Regions from separate parts of the Gasterosteus aculeatus genome. Here region 2 is linked to region 1. A link is a contact called in public Hi-C data. All regions are on one chromosome and are shown on one strand. The core of a region is the stretch at or near the end of the contact, and the rest is flanking DNA. Distances in the headings are between cores, read along the strand shown. Region 1 overlaps adgb (androglobin). Region 2 holds the start of LOC120807654 (F-box only protein 30).

Evidence for each region. A called contact is a pair of places that touch in the nucleus more often than the background predicts.
Region 2: a Hi-C map of skeletal muscle shows a contact between it and region 1, with 5 times the contacts expected there. The contact joins the promoter of LOC120807654 here to the enhancer-like site in region 1. A contact is called at or near these places in 4 of 6 Hi-C or Micro-C datasets (skeletal muscle, tail fin and whole body).

Annotation. Positions count from the first base shown.
Region 1 is chr18:12,866,707-12,872,466 of fGasAcu3.hap1.1, forward strand. adgb (androglobin) reads right to left here. Exons shown (of 34, transcript XM_078093363.1): 28 at 5,025-5,136; 29 at 3,072-3,220; 30 at 2,507-2,662; 31 at 2,316-2,388; 32 at 2,126-2,204; 33 at 1-28. Among protein-coding and RNA genes, the nearest start is that of stxbp5a, 12 kb to the left of the region's middle. Within about 2 kb of position 3,470, at least 1 of the 9 cell types and tissues checked has open chromatin away from gene starts, as enhancers often do.
Region 2 is chr18:12,929,833-12,935,592 of fGasAcu3.hap1.1, forward strand. LOC120807654 (F-box only protein 30) reads left to right here and starts at 3,003. Exons shown (of 3, transcript XM_040159909.2): 1 at 3,003-3,146; 2 at 4,421-5,760. The coding sequence starts at 4,466. grm1a (glutamate receptor, metabotropic 1a) reads right to left here and starts at 368. Exons shown (of 9, transcript XM_078093366.1): 1 at 230-368.

The DNA of each region.
Region 1 (5,760 bases), core at 2,220-4,719:
CATCAGCACCGGATGATCCTTTTGGCTCCTGAAGACGTACACGAGGACTTATAATGCGACGTGTCTGCAAATCTTTTCACACCTTTTCAATATCGATGGTTCGTTTATTCACAGAGAGTGTTTTTCTCAGAAATACAGCGTTGTTCACTTGCATGTTTTCAATTAAATTCAGAAGAGAGAATTTAGAGGATCAGATATTGCCGATTACATCTGCTCGAGCGATAGAAAATATCTATTTGCGAGATGGGACAACTGACAACGCTGAAAACCATCAGAAGGAATAAAGTGGCTGATGAATGCAGAGATAGGCAGAGGAAATGATCAACGCACAGTCCCATGTCTTATCCCAAGTATTTCCACACTGATATCTGAGAAGCCTGTTTGGTTACGGTTGTAACTGTTGTGTTTGTGTGTCTGTGTGCGACATACGTAGAAGGAATTAGTGAGCAGTCGACATGAGTTTGAAAAATAAAAATGGCCAGGCCCGACTCTCTGAGGGGGATAAATTCAAAGAAGGATCATCACTGCTAAATACGCGGCTGCCTTTTTCTTTTGAGTTGACCTTGACGAAGAAGCGAGGCCGGCGGAGGTGATGATAGAGTTAAACCTTTGTGCTGACGTCATAAAGAATGCACGTGTGTGCGTGGTTGTGAATCTGTCACCTGCACTGTGGGGCACCTCTTTGAGAGGAAGATGTATTGCAGGCTAATAAGACTCCCCCCTAATCTCCTACTACTCCTTGGGATCCCGCTCTCAGCCAGGAGAAGAAGCTACACCGTCAGCAGCCGGACACAATGAAACACCCGACAGCGGAGAAAAGGGGTGGAGACGTGGTGGTAGTGGGACACATCTCATTGGAGCGACGAGCCCATTGGGGTCCTGAAATAGCCATCTAATTAACAGAGCCAAATATCATCTCATCCATCACGGAGAGGGAGGGATAGGTGAGGAGATGGAGGGAGGGGTGTGAGGGAGAGAAACGGAAGACGACTCTGAACAACAGAGGGAGACTCCTTCCTTCAGAGCGCTGACAAGCAGGAAACTCATGTGTGTCTGCACTGCGAATTGATTTGAAAAATATCCATGATTCTCCCGTGGAAAATGGTGAGGGAAGTTGGCCAACTCTTTTCAAGACATTTCATTTGAAACGTTCACGCTTCATCCTGAATATTAACATTGCTGGCGCAAAGTTGTCAAGATAGGAGCTAGTTAGTTAGTTAAGATTTCAACATATGTAATAAACTTATCATACCTATAAATAAAATGTGTGATGGTCACTTTTTTGATCATCTCCCACAACCTGAAATAGTTTCCTCGAACCTTCATGAATACTTTATAGTATAATAAAGGAACAGTGTATAGCATTTATGAGGGTCTCTTGGCAGAAAGAATATATTATTAATAACTACAGAGCTATGTTTAGTATCCCAGAATGGTAAAAACCAGAAATGGGTCTTCTGCATAGATCTCCCCGACGCTGGTGAAGACTTGTGTACTTTTGTTTGATTTATCCACATTTCATCTGGAAGCTAATGTATTTATTCAAACAAAAGTTTAGTCTTTTTCTCTCCCTAGCCTCCAGTTATGTTTAATTACACATCACTGTCCATTTAGAGTCCATGCATTGCCCTTTCAGGAGAGCCAAAGTGCACATTATATGTGCTGCTATTCATTGCTATTCACAGCACCAACGGGAGCAAAGGTCAAAAACACAGGAAATCATCAATAATGTCCTGCAGACACTTTATGAACCCGACTGCTGGTACGTCTGCACACCGAGAATACGCAACAACCCCCGGAGGAACTTAATTCAGCCTCACAAATCGAGAAAAAATCCAGAGTCAAGTGTGTGGGAAAAGGGATTTCTACAGGAAAATTGAAAGAGCTTGTCAGAAAAGAGAGTGGGAGGATGAGGCTGCCTTTGTTGTTTATGCATTATTCCCCCCTTGCTGCCCTCTATAAGCACACATATGATTGGGGCTGAACGGGCTGTCTGCTACAGGGAGGTAAACATTGATACAAGTCTATCACATCCTGGTGGAACGGATGCAAACTCACCATCATCAGCATCATATACTTGTGCTGTCTAATAATAATAAAACATTGTGTAAGTGGGTCGAAGCACCTGATGAAGGGACTGTAGTCCATGGTCACTGTGTTGTTGGATGGACTGAGAGCCGTGCCAGGATCAGATCTGGGATCAGCTGTCAAACAATCACAAAAATCTCATCACCACACTGTACGTGATGAATAAAAAGAAACTGCACAAATAAGTATGCATATATGTGTGGGTGTGTGTATCTGAAGAAGGGAACCTGGCTCTGTGCTTTCTGCGCCGCCCTCGGGAAGTTGGAACTTGCGGAGATACTTGAGACGAGACTGTAAAGCCTGAAGGAACACAGAACATTTGTACCGTTTGTCGAACGTTATTAGCCAAACATTATTCACATTATTACGGACGATGACATTGTAAACGGCTGATTTACAATCACAGCCTCCGGGTGACCTTAGCACCGCGTCCTGGTTCAGCCGCTTCCCAGGCTTCTTTGATGGCTTTTATCTGGTCCATCCGCTCCGTGTCCTTCGTCATACTGATGCTCTCCGCTTCGCTCTTGTCAGTGACCACACGCAGAGTCCAGTTTGCCTTAGTCAGGTCAAGGCTCTGCACAGAGATGGACGCACACAAATAAAACCACAAAGCACGCATGGACAAAAACACGCCGCACACGTACGAAGCGCAAACACATACGAGGTCACAACACCACAATACATAATGAGCCACAGTCAGTCTGGATTATACAGTATGTCCTGTTCAGCTGCTGTAAATAACATACTTCTGTTATTGCAGAGTTCATCCCGTCCTCTACCTGCCAATGCCAAAACTAAAATATTCAAAATGGAAATGTATTGACGGGAACCATTATTCTGAAAATCATTGACTTGAGGGTTTGAAACGTACAAAGCAATAAATAAAAGGCACTTACAGAAGATTTGACAACTAAACCAAGTCTATCATACTGAGAATTGTACAATGCTGGTTCATACAGTGTCGTGGTGTTACCAAGTATTACCATTTCCAGCTTGGAGCCAGATTTCAAGTTGGAAGATGGCCTCCCCTTCACCCTGATACCTTCCCCTTTGCGGTTGGCTTTGGGTGTGCCGGATTTTTGCCTTGTCGAGTCAGCGGTCGATGCTCGGTTTAACTCCTGAGGCTTGTGTACTGCGTTGTGCAAACAGAGATTAGATTGGTTACTATCAACATGTGATCAAGACTTGCTCACTACTTAAAACAGCACGACTAATTTGGATGTGTGCACAACGTTCATATCGACAGACATATATATTTCCATTGAGGTGAATTGATCTTCATAATGCTGTTCAGTTTCTAATCAACGTAATCAAAGCTCCTCCGATGTGGGAGGGTGACATTCAGGTGTTGTGTGGTCAAACGTGTGCCAGATGGCACTGTTGCACTTTATAGCTGAAGTGAACACGATCCCCAGTCTAGTCGAAGCATTAAATGAGTCTCGCTCAGATAAAATACATAAAATAAAAATAGAAAAGGCACAATAATCCATCGTTTAACTGACAAGCTGCCATTCTGCCTGAACAGATTTGGTGTTGCATACACATATTGAATGTTCAAATCAGATCAATCAGTGCTGTAATTTCAGGCTTATATTCGTATTAAAAAAAACAGATTTTCAGCTTGCTAAACTTAAATAGAATCTATTTCTTTTTCCTTTTACTAAGAGCCAAAAAGTACCATTGTTTTGAGAAGGAAAACGCTGCACTCACAGCTTGACTGCTCACTATGCACTGGGGTCTAAAGCAGAGATGGTGTTTATGCATTCATTAAACATGCGCAGTTCAATATTTTGACAGCAGCTGGTTAAACAGCTGGTTTAAACGCTGTCAAAGCTTGGCATGTCGTGTATCCATGTAGCATGTAGGGACCATGATCAAGGGCACAGCCTCACCACTGAGACCGAGTTAAACTCGGCGAAATTAATTCACTTTCCTGCTAAGATATTTCCCAGGGCACCACGTGGGGGCAAGAGCCAACTTCATTTGACTTCCCATTGACCCACTTTCTCGGGCCTATCGGAGAACCCACGGGAGGTTTGTGCGGACACGGGCCCACGTGTATACATGCGGAGAAACCCGCGCAAACGTTAAATGCTATCATTTATACATGAAGAGAAAGCACACGCTGAAGACGAGAAGAACACACAGCGTATCTGAGCTGCACGAAATCATTACTGTATCATTACTATAATGCATGTAAACACAGGCTTTGACTTCCTCTGTCGTCAAAATACTTCTGATCACCGTATTTGTGGTTGAGGGATTCCTCCCACGCAGAGACAGAGAGAGGAGAAGAGAACGAGGCTGGCCTTTTCTCTTCAGGCAATTCGTGCAAATTGTCACCCATCCAGCGGCTCTTTTTCACGTCGACGTTCAACCGTGTCGCAATTAATTCATCCCCCTCTGAATTTTTCACGGGGCGTCTGTAGATTTCAAAGCCCCGATTTTACGATCGACGCAGTTTGTGCAGCGCGATTAAAGAAGCGGGAGAGTCGGTTGACGGAGGACTGGGATTTCCGCCTCAGCCAACGACCAGTGGGCACGAGATATCACAGGCTGATCTGCGAAGGCAGCTGTATTCGTTTGGCTCCCGTTCGGCTCGTGATTAACAGGCCCCTGGCGAGTAGCAGCAAAGACAACAGACAGCATCTGCTTGGCCCCTGACACACTGCCCACTGTGTATCAGCCGTATACATCACACTGAACACAAGACGAGCCACGGGCGGAGCAATAAACATGAGGGAAATATTAGAAGATCTACTCAGAAGCATCGCTTGGATGCTCAGACCACGATTCATGTCACTTTACTAAATCGACACGATTATACGTTTTCAAGGGGACCGAATGAAAGACCCCAAGCTCCTTCCCGCCTGTCCCTCGGCTGTGGTTGACTGTTTGAATGTTGGGTTTTGCGCGCGGTGCAGGTGAGTCTGTACCTCTCATTTCGTTCGCCTCCAAGTCTCTGAGCGTGCGGACGAAAGCCAGCTGAGACTGATCCAGATCCCAGGTCTTATAAAGCACCTCTGTCTGCACCACATACTTATGGACCTGTGGGACACGTACGAGCAAAGTCAGTGTACAACACTCATGCAAGACACTACACTACTAACAGAAACAAACAGGCAGCATGATGCATTTGGCATGCATCGCCATAAAAGCACAACCAACATGAGGTGGATGCTGTTTTGTTGACTTTCAGCTGAAAACTGCACTAGCGGGGAGGATTCAAAAGAACTGCACGTTGCTGTGCTCTTTGACAGAAGGAAACGCTTGGCTCAACGGATGAGAGGAGGCAGAGGGCGTGTTAGCCGAGCTTATATCGGAGGTGGCAAGTCCCACATTCATTTTCGCTAAACAAGAAAAGACAGCATTCGTACGAATAGAGCAGGAGGTTGTAGAAAAACTAGGCTGTATTACATCGTCTGGTGTGATGCCTGGGGTTGTTACAGAGCATGATAATTCAGGTTTTCGTGTTGTTAAGACTTCCGATAACTTAATCTCTGCTATAAAGGCCACATTGGAATCTCGTGTTTACATGTGTAGTTAAGTGCAACACAAATTACAATAAAGGAGCCTGTTCCATTGAAATAGCATTACTAAGTGGGCATCAATATGTCTGTTGTGGGTCAACAAAGGCTCAACCCACCCAAAATGACCAATACAATGATCAAA
Region 2 (5,760 bases), core at 1,753-4,252, 63 kb after region 1:
TTTTCATCAGCAGGTATTATTACAGTATAACTATTAATAAGAACAATAATGCAGTCTAACAAAATTGTAACACCAACTAAGCCAATATCATTCATCGGGAGGAAGCCAAACATGAGTCGTCTCTTCTCAAAGGACTATATTGGATAATGGACTCTTAGCCGTCTTTTCCGTGGCCCTGTTTATATTCATCTTAAGAGGCTGTTTCTCTGCGAAAAGCATCCAAATTTACCTGAATCCTTGAGACATGTCGCGTGCGCACCTTTCTTCTCCAGCGCGCGGTCCTCCAATGTATCTCTTGAGTCTCTCTCTCCTTCACTTCTTCCCTCTCTCCCTCTCTCTCTCTCTCTCTCTCCCTCACTCCCTCCCCCTCTCTCTCTCTCTCCCTCTGCTGAAGATCCCACTCAACCATCGCCTTTTCCTTAATATATGTTTTGTTCGTGATGCCTTCATGTCTTAAAAACATGCATCTTGGAGTAAGCGCTGCAGTGCTTTGCCGGAGCTAAAATAACAGTCAAAACGTGGAAATCTAGTTTATTTTTTTTAACGACCATTATCAACCCACGTCACGCAGAGCATTTTCTCCCTCTCAAGCAGCTTTGAAAACGTTTGATGACAAAGTTTAGCCTGTTAGACAACACAATTGCTCACACTGTTATAAAATGGTAAATGATAAAATGATTTAAAAAAAATGCAGCTGTCACATCGTTAATATATGTAACATTTAATAATTCAGTGGGTGAAAAAGTTTGAGAAAGAGAGAGAAAGTGATATGAGGTATTGAGGCTAACCATGGTTAACGCCTGACCATGTGACAGTTTTCTATAACTGAAGAGAACTTGTGACATTTTAGACCGAGAGCGCCAACAATAAGCAGGCAGAAGCATCACGCACAGCTGTCCGTGATGACTAATATGCCTCATATGTTCAGTCCTGAGCTGACTTGAGGCCCTCTGGCTCCAAATAGGCTACAATCGATATCTTCAGCACCATGGACAGCGATCAACATTTTTGCATTGCACCATCAAGTGTTTGAATGAAGGTCATTGATGTCATAAGCCATAAATCATAAGGTTAGCCACTGTAAGCTACTTTTACTCAATAGAACTTCTGAAACAACACCGTCCCTTAGTGATAAAAACATTGACTGAGTCCTAATGGTTAATCTTCACCCTGCACATTGTCCTACGCAAAGACACGTAAAGCACCCAAGGGACATGCAGTTTACTTGGTAGGCTCTTGTCGTGACTCATGCCAGGCGGTATAAATCAGGAAAAAACTTATTAGAGTCGCTATGACACCGCAACTGCTGGTGCCATGGGCTTCGGGAGCGAGCATCTGCTATTGAACCTGAATTAAAGTGACATGCTTGAGAAGGAGGGGACTACTTGGATTCTGCAGCAACACTTCAGGGCAGAGGGCAACGGCGGTGCTCTGTTTATTCTAGGACAGCAGCCTGCGTGGGTTGACCACGTAGCCCATCCAGTTAAGACCCGAGGTCTGAGCGCATAGGCTGTTATCCTTTCGATGATGTATCATTAGTCAATAAAGACTTATTTATATATTATAATACTTCTTTATTAAAATTAAATGTATGATATCAGTTAAAAGGAATAAATATCTTACCTCATTATGACCTTTTGCGGTTCCTCATTGTCAAAATGGGACGATCCAAACATACATTTCTGTTAAAATTAATAAAAACATTAACCTTAATCAATCTCTCGACAAACCGTCTTTGATTGCCTGGCTTCTTGCAACTCAAGGGAATCCCTTGGTGCAAATATTTTTTTCGACGTGGAATTGATAGCATTTTAACATGTGACAGTTTACAGACAGCAGGCAAATATAATTAAACAAATCTTGGTTTGGAGTCTAAAATGCAACGTTAAGCTTAAAAAAATTGCACGGATATTAATCCCGAGAAGCTCACAGCTCAGTTAGCGGTGTTAAATCTATCCACCCAATCTTCATCCTCATCACCCTTGTGTATCATGGCTTGGGTTGCATCGGCACTGTGCATAATATACAAGTAAACCTCATGTGAATCTGTAAAACTCAAGTGCATGACGTTGTTCTTCAATTCATCAGTAATCCAATATACAGTATGCTGATCCCACAAAGCATTAAATACAAAATAATAATAATAATAATGACATTGACAGTTTAAGGATTTAATTGGAGAATAAATTGCAAATTAGTATCTTTTTATGTATTTACATTTTATATCATTTAAATTATGATGGCCCCAATAACTGGGTTTATAACACCCCATGACAAGTGTATTCAGCACTGCAAGCGCTGTCCCGCAGATTTGTGTGCATGAGTCAGCCCCTCCTGCTCCAGGGGTGATGTTTTGTCCGTTACCCAGACCTCAAAACGCGGCGTGTCTTTCAGTTAACTCAGAGGATTTACGAATCTGACCGTTACCAATCGGTGGGCCAGGTGGCAAAACTAGTACAGCAGTGACCTCGGCTGTTGGTTACTGGTCGTTGCGGGCATCTGTGGAGTTTGTAAGGGTTCTCTATTTTAGATGGCTACATTTAAATTAATGTATGGATGTAGATGTTGCTGATTTCAAATATAGTAATCATTATATACAAGATAAATGTTTAATACAACAACCTATTTTACAAAATGTATTTTTGTCGGATTTGTATATTGGATTTTCATAACACTATATATGTCAATTAAATATTCAAATAAATTAAATTTAGCATTAAATCATAATGTTAAATAAAAAGGTAAAAAAAAGACGGATTGGAGTATGTATATAATATATATGAATATAATTCAAATATGATTACATAAACTAAAAAATGTTAAACTTCCAGACTTTACTTTTTTGCTTATTTATGAGAACAGTCACACTTAGGTAAGTGTAACTATCATACGTAATAATTTTATTCTATTTTTTAATTTCCTGTTCCTTTCGTTTTTCAGCCCTTGTAATGTAATAATACATATTGATGTAACGTTATGGCGACAATTCAGCCAATAAAGTTTTGAACAGAAAAAAAGAGGCTGAGCAACAAGGACTGTAGTTAGCTAACATTAGCACTTTCCCAACAGAGGTAATTTAGCTACAGTAACAGCAAATTGTATTTAGATATAATAGCCAAACCCAATCTTATCAACACAACGTAAAGGTGAGAAGCTACCTGCGTGCTAACGCTACATTATCATGCTAAGTTAGCTTTTCGTGAACTTCCGAGTTAGCTAACTTAGCTGTTGTTGGCAAACATTAGCCGGTCCGTGCATCCTGCCATTGTTCCAAAGAAAAAAAGAAAAAAAACGGGTCGATTTGACAGCAAAATAAAAGTGGCGTGCACTATTATATGTATATATAAAACATGTCTGCACAACAGCTAAAGCTGGTCGTGTCGTCTGGGGGTCCCTTTGTTACACTGCTGTGTGCATCAAACCACAACTGTATGATTACAAGATGCGTTCATAAGTCACCCAGAAACTATTCATAGCGTCACAAACGTGCAGCCACGGCTGCAGAACGTTGACTTTCTCAGTAAACATACATTTATCCAACGTTGAACACCACCACGTTCCACGTTACTTTATTAAAACCAAACAGGGGCCTTGGGGTCTGCCACAGTTCTTCGGATACTCCCGACTCCTGCTGTTCAACTCTGGTATTTACGTTATATTTATCATATTTATTGCACTTCAGTCTTTGCGGTTGGTCTGTGAGAGGTCCTGCTTTTCCATTTCACACTAACTAAAGGGAACCAACGAGTACACAATCAGACGTCAATCAAACAGTCTCTTCAGCGTCCTCAAACTGTCAATTTATCTCGTTTTCAGGACTCAGTACCAAACAACATTACGATTTAGTTTTCTGATGTCATTTTGAGACCGTCTCAGGACTCTGTATTGTAAGAAAGGGAAGGTTTGGACCTGGTAAATGGTGAAATGGTGTAAATATGAAGGGCGGCAACTTGTCACGTCGCACCTGACAACGGAAAATAAAAAGATTTACAATTGAGGGTATTTATTTCACCCCTTTTACTCTGATTTGATTTCCTTCCTTATATAACGAAGATAAATAAATGTTAATGCATTTCGTCAAAATAGCTTCAATGACAAAATTCAATATTTGATGAATAAATGAGTAAAAATGTCTGATTTCATGTTTTTATTTAATCCCCGTGCTTTCACCGGTTATCTCATTTTAACGTCACACTGCGACGACGTGTGGGTAATCCCCTTGGGCGAAGTCAGCATCTAATATTGACTCACGCAAAAAATGTCTGCCAGACCCTCAAACACTTCACGATGACCGTGGGACAGAACCAAACTCTCACAGAGTCAGAGGGGATGCACCTCAAAGTCTGTTAGTTTGTTTGTTAATTTACTTATCTCATTTTTTAATACACTGATATTATTTCTCTTTCATCTTATTCGGCAGGGCAGTGTATTTTCCCCCCTCTGTTACACTCCTTGAGGTCCGAAGATGGAGGAGGACCACGTTCACTGTATGTCCTGCGTTAATCTGAGATGCCAGGTCAGACCTCAACTGGGCATTTCTTGTGATCTTATCGCCTGTCCCCTGCTGTGTGGGGCTGTATTTCACTCCTGCAAAGTTGATGAGCACCACCTCATGTGCGCACTGATGAGGGTCCCCTGCCTAAACTGTGGCTACGGCTGCCCTGCCACCCTTGTTCGCAACCAAATGTATGCACACCTCGAAGTGTGTCCAGCCGGAGTTGTGTGCTGCACAATGGAGTGGAACAGATGGCCCGTTAGCTGCCTGGACTATACTTCCTATGAGAGCCTGAGCCGTGGGGTGGAGGAGGTGGAGCAGTTAGATATGGCACTTGCTCTACAGGACCAGCGTACGCTACTCGAGTCCCTCAAGGTGATCACCATGGCGCCGACTGCAGAAGGAGAGCCTCTCGTCCCGGTTAGTAAGGGCGTGAGTGCGACGGACTCGGCTTTCCTTGCATCCGCGCCGGAGGCCTCCACCGCTACGGAGTCACCCACGCAGTCGCCGTCCTCACGTCTGCCGCGACCTCCGCCACACGCCTCCGCAAAGGAGCGAATTGCCAGTGGCATCAATGGCTTGAACGAGGAGCACTTCGGTGAACTCTACCAGGCCACAGTGGAGACTGCGAGAAGCTTAGTTGCTGCTTTGGACTTTGTTAGCAGCGCGAACGCTACCAACAGCAGCAAAGACTGGATCGAGAGTGGATCGAGCAACTATGGAGACGTTAAGAACGGACCCGACGTAAAAGCGCTCTCCGACGGTCTGAATGAAAAAGAGACGGCGGAGCAAAGCGTTTGCTCCGGCTGTTTGAGAGGAACTGGGGCTGCGATGGGAACAGATCTAAAGATTGTAGAGACAACAAATGGACCACTTTCGGGAGGAAGGGAGGCCTGTGTGGCCGAGGTGAACGATGACATGGACGCTGGAGTTTCCCAGGAACCAGCCACGCCCCCAATGGCATCTCCACTGCATGTCAGCCGGGGGGGGGCACGGAAGGCCGCTCATGTGGTCCTGGGACCTGGGAGACTTTTAGGGAACCACGGGCCTGAGCGAAAGTTGGACAACCACCATTTTTTTAGGGACCAGGGCCAATGTTCACTACCTAACGGACGCGTAGGTTTCATCCCGGACAGGTCGAGGTGTCGACCTCGACCCAAAACGGAGGACAAGGCAGTAGACACCTCGGATCTGGAACAGGTTGACGACCCCATGGGTCTGGGGGAGGTCGATCTGATCACAGCAGCGCTGCTCTTCTGTTTGGA